2 separate regions of the Gasterosteus aculeatus genome follow, and region 1 is linked to region 2. The links are chromatin contacts, called in public Hi-C maps. All regions are on one chromosome and are shown on one strand. Each heading gives the region's core, a stretch centred on a gene start, on an enhancer-like site or on the middle of the called end of the contact. The rest is flanking DNA. Distances are from core to core; before and after follow the strand shown. Region 1 has its middle 13 kb from the start of LOC120828661. Region 2 overlaps LOC144404486 (a long non-coding RNA gene).

The links. Hi-C and Micro-C count contacts between places; a contact is called where the count stands out from the background.
Region 1: a Hi-C map of skeletal muscle shows a contact between it and region 2, with 2.4 times the contacts expected there. The contact joins two enhancer-like sites.

What each region holds. Positions count from the first base shown.
Region 1 is chr1:12,633,874-12,636,573 of fGasAcu3.hap1.1, reverse strand. No RefSeq gene overlaps it. Among protein-coding and RNA genes, the nearest start is that of LOC120828661, 13 kb to the left of the region's middle. Within about 2 kb of position 1,378, at least 5 of the 9 cell types and tissues checked have open chromatin away from gene starts, as enhancers often do.
Region 2 is chr1:12,576,661-12,579,360 of fGasAcu3.hap1.1, reverse strand. All of the region lies in intron 1 of LOC144404486 (a long non-coding RNA gene), which reads left to right. Among protein-coding and RNA genes, the nearest start is that of LOC144404486, 12 kb to the left of the region's middle. Within about 2 kb of position 1,285, at least 2 of the 9 cell types and tissues checked have open chromatin away from gene starts, as enhancers often do.

The sequences.
Region 1 (2,700 bases), core at 129-2,628, 57 kb before region 2:
TTTTTCAGTGAAGACTGATACTTTCACCAGGATTAACTGTGCACACACCGCAAAAAGCATAAATGAACATCAAAAAGTTCCCCATGTGTTATCCTCAGGATGTTGTCTTTGGGGCTTTCGGCGAAATGTGTGTTTCTTTTTTGTTTTTGTGGCATTAAAATAGTTTGGGCCAAGCAGCCTTGTCAAGCAACTGGTTCCCTGCAAGACTTTGATATCAGAGATAAAGAGTCCTTCCTGTGTTGGTGACTTCTGCTTACAGCGAGTGCATGAACACAGACCCTCTCATTCAACATAAGGCTGCACATTGCAAATGTAGTTAAAGAATGCGGTCAGCAGAGGGCGGACTGCTCCTTTGACAGAGAGAAAGGCCTCTGGTGGCGTTGGCAGCACCGGCTGCCTTGCTGTTAGTTAACTGGGACGTTGATTGACATGTTGACCCTTTGACATTCAGTGTCACCTTCATTTACACCTGCGCTGTCTTAACAGATTTACAGCTTTCTTTGTCCTCTTGCGTTTGTGTCAGCCTGTCTGACTACCTAATCTTCATCTCTCTCTCTCTCTCTCTCTCTCTCTCTCTCTCTGTGGTAGTGTGTGTGTGTGTGTGTGTGTGTGTGTGTGCTGTGTCTGCTCTCGGTGACAGTGTGTCGCAGTGAACCAATCACAAGACAAGAACTTGGACCAGAGAGGGCTCGGAGGCCATGAGAAAGGCTCGCCCACTCCTCCGACGCCGGCAACCACAACCAGCGCTGCTCTCACCCCTGCCGACACTCCGGCACACACACGCACACACTTAGCCTGTCACATGCGCTGAACACAAACAGAAGCACACACACTTAAATGCATCATACTGGTAAAAGACAATTCTGAGCTGCAGCATAAGTCACACGCTCTACTGCTTTTTTGAATGAATTGATTTCCATAACTAGATCTTGCAGATTACTGATAAGCACCATGTTGTTGTTTTTTTTATATTCTGACATAGCAACCATGTAAATACGGCACAACAATGCTTTTGCACATTTCCCAGGGTCAAGTTCCCCATCTCAGTTTAACTGTGAAATGTCAACACACGTTCTCATGTGCCTCACTCCATGTGCGTACTTGTAATGACACATGCACATGAGTATTAGGGTACAGTATTAGTATAATGCTATTTGTGCTACCTTGTGTAACCTCTTATTGTATAATTTCTTTACATGGTTTAGAAATCATTAGAAGTTTTTCGGAGTGTGTGCGTGTGTGTGTGTGTGTGTGTGTGTGTGTGTGTGTGTCCTGACCTCAAAATGAACCTTAACCTCGGAGCAGTGGTGTTTCAAGAGTGCCACACCAGGCAGAAGTGAAACCTGTTGGTGTGCGGCTTTGTGTCAGCCTCCTGTGTGTGTATATTTCTAAACGTGTCTTTTCATACCCACATTTGTACGGACGGCACTCTGCTGCACCACTGACGCCTTGCCTCTCTTTTTGTTCTCAAAATCTCTCTCATTTCATCCTTTGTGGCGGGCATGTTCACTGCAGTGCGGTCACAAATACGTACACTTTTGTAGTCACACCGGGGCTAAAAGTCACATGCACACACTTGCACATACAGACAGGGGCAGGTCGGCACGTACGCAACCTGATTTGTGCACGTACTGTCCTTTGCCCCCTTTGTTTCACAGCAGCCACCGTTGGAAGGGAATGCATGTGTGTGCACATTCTCATTTACTGTCAGTAAATGTCATAATGAAAGTGTCTCTCTATTTCTAACATGCAGCATGATTTGTCTCTGTCCACAGAAACATAACAGCGTTCATGTCTTGTTGTGGTGTGCAGGGAGGAAAGTGAGATGTCCATTGGCCTTGATCAGTGTGCGAGCAGAGACAGTTGGAGTTTTTTCCACGTCATGTAGATCATAAGAGAAAACATTTTCATCAGGGGACTAAGGTAACCTACGAAACAACGTGACAGTTGATTGATGTATGAACGTGTGTTCAGTATGTTGGAAACCAGATAAGATGAGAGAGTTGAGAGTGTCAAAGTTTAATTGATCGCATGCTGTTGGGAAATCTGTGCATACATATATTCACCTTATGAAATAACAAACCTGTCTTTTTTTATAAGATGCATTTTTTCTCTCTTTCTGAATCTAATTGGTCAAATAGATTATATTTTCAACACAAATTAAGACGGTGATCTTTGTTTCATGGTTGAAAATGAATGCTTCAGCTTTCTGTGGATATTGATTTATTGTCTTCTGTAATTAGTGTTCGTTGATAAGAATAAGAAAATTGTAACTTCCAATGCTTTTATGAAGAAACACATTGAACCTGGACTCTCGTGCAACAAGGGAATAAAAATGAAACCAAAACCTCACACCTACTTACATTTTAAGCCTTCACTTACATTACTCATTAGACTCAGAGTCTATAAAGCAATATCGTCCCATAATATTCTCCTAACCTGCATATGGGATTTTTGAAATGACTAAAAACAACAAGCTTTATATTTATTTTCTGGAGTTGTTGATTCATTAATTAAATGCACCCTCAGGAGATAACAATATGATATGTTACAAATCACAGTTGTTGTAACCAATGTGAGAGCATGACAACTGTTGTCAAGCTTTAAGTGGATGAACAATACAATCCAGAGCAGCATCTGTCTCCTCAGTGTGTGGACTGTGTTAAATTCCGATGGTGCCATATTTGGTCACTGGGACAA
Region 2 (2,700 bases), core at 36-2,535:
TCGGGAGGTTGAAGATGGAGACAGAGGACGTGGTACCATCCCTCTCTCTGTGTTTACACTCAATCTAAACAACAGACCGGCCACAGAGGCTAATGGGGCTCTAATCTATAGAGCTGGATGACACACACAAGTTGTCTCCTGAGTTTCCCAAAACAGACCAGCTAACCTCTCTGTGCCACATGTGCCTTTACAACATACTCTCACCGTACTTTTCACAGAGTTTACTCAGCGCGATGCAGTCAGCGTACGTGGGAAACAAATGCTTTTCCGTTTTTTTTCCCAAGCAACTTACTTTTCTGCACCCACATGGGGAGCAATTTGCTCCTTGTTTAAGGATGTTTGACCAATCTGTTGACAGGAGGAGCCAGGGATGAAACCACCAACTTGGCAATATTGGTGATCGCAATTCTCTACCACTCGAGCTACAGCTTCCTCATATGTGTTGCTTGTTTTCTGTATATCTGTATTTGATTAGTAAAAAAATAAACATTTGATTTGATTAAATGCTTACACATAAATGAACAAATTCTCACAGGCAGGTGCTTAGTAACAGGAAAAGATGCACCAAAACCGCACCTTTGCAAGTGTTGGTCTACACCCCTCCATTGTGCTTAAACACACATTTATACACACACACTCACACAAAGTGAAAATGATGAAGCACTTGGTCATTTATTACCCTTGTCAAACTGAACAGAATGCTAATGGACTGCTTTTAAGTGTGTAACTCCACGCTAAGGAGGTAATGGACACCTGGTTTTTCACAGGTCAGTGACTTTCTCTGTTCTGAAACACACACACACACACACACACACACACACACACACACACGTACGGTACACAAACACACACTGTGCCCAGGTTCCTTCTTTGCCTTGAGAGTGCGTCACCAAACACAATAAAGTCGAAGTTACCGCAACAGATCCGGCGGTCTCACCTTCACACTTTGTGTCACACTCAGAACACGTTCGCCGCCAATGCTTTCACATGAAGTCATTCACAATAAAGGTTACACAACTAACGCCAACCTAACACACAGAGCCTATGTGTGTATCTGACAGTAACTCTCTGACCCTCCGAACTGCAATTGGTTAGCATGCCAGCTCATTAGTTGTTCAACTATTTCCCCTCCAGGCTTACAGTATAAAGGCTTCCTCCTTCCCCCTGAATGATAAAGATCTCATTATTACTTCTAATGTTTGGGCTGTCGGTATTAATATGAGTGCGTATGTGTGTCACTCAGCCAGGCTGGCCGCCAGCCTCTCTTCCCCCGAGGACACGCGGGTTTGTCCAGGCCTGCCTGGCCGCGGCACTCCTCTGTGCTGGATGTGCAAACGTTACAGTGTGAAGTCTTGGTTTACTGTGTGCGCTTGTCCTTGTTGCTTCCAGCAAATGGCAAATTCAGGAACCTCTCACACCAGCTTCTATTGTCATCATGGGGGTAAGAAACACCAATTTCTGGGAAGTTTAGCTCACACTCAAGCTCAGTTTATTGGTGTTTTGACGCAAAAGCCTGGGCAGTTTTTACACTCTTGTGTGTATTTCCTCAAAATTGTATTAGTGTTGGTCTGGCCTGCTGTGCAGTGGTAGATAGATTATAAACATTGTGTGAACTGAGAGGAACAGGATGGGCGGAATTGTCAAGGCAGGTGCCCGCTTGTTAGTCAATCTGAAGGCAGGAAATTGCACTGGCAGAGGCACACAAACACACACATTGCCCGCAATACACACCCAGTTTGTCACCCGTGCCCCTTCAGAAACTGAAGCAATACTTCCTTCTGGTACGCTTCTCTTGAATCACCTGCCGCTTGTCACACTTCTCGTGAAGTCTTATATCATCTTTGTGACACCCCAAACCACCCGGCGCTGTCACAATCCTCCTAATCACTCTAATCACCATCTAATTGAACTATTGAACCGACCCTCACATACTATTCACATGACTTTTAAGTTTTTACCAAAGAGGATAAAGTGAGTGTCTCTACACTTTAAACTGTGGCTGCGTCCAAAATAGCAATGATCCAATAATGATGCATTGAGTTGTTCCCAAAGAACGTCCATAATTATAAAGTTATATTCAGTGATATCTCTTTCGTTAGCTAATGTTACCTTCCATTAGCTGTTATTAGCTGCTGATCACACCAGATCAAGTAAAGCTGTAGCCGCAAAACTAACAGTATACTGAATTGAGCAAGATTACATTGCATTGACCATTGCTTAAACCAATTTAATTCACTTTTCCTCAGTGCTACATATCATTTTAACATCAAATAGCTAATTATTTTTAGTTTTCCAGGTAGAAAAACTCTAACGACACACAGATGGCCTCCGAACTGGCATCTATTTGTCCAACACCACAAAGCAAGCAGGTTGTTGGACAAAGACACGATGTCCAAACAAATGATAATGCTCCATATTGGCTGGATGTAAACATTTCTGTTGCCAGCTTGTTACACCTTTCCAAAGTGGGCCAAACCATCATCTTGCTTCTTAATTTAAATTAAGGGAAGATTGTTTTTTAGCAGATTTCACAAGCTATGTGGTCGTACTTTAACACGTTATGGGTGGATACAAGCAGTGTTGACGTATTGCACCTAGACATATCTCCAGAAAAAACCCTGTAAAAACACCTATTTCTACAGAGCTGTTTATCAGGACCGTAAAGAATTCAAGCACATTTCTATGGCTGCCTTTGTCTTT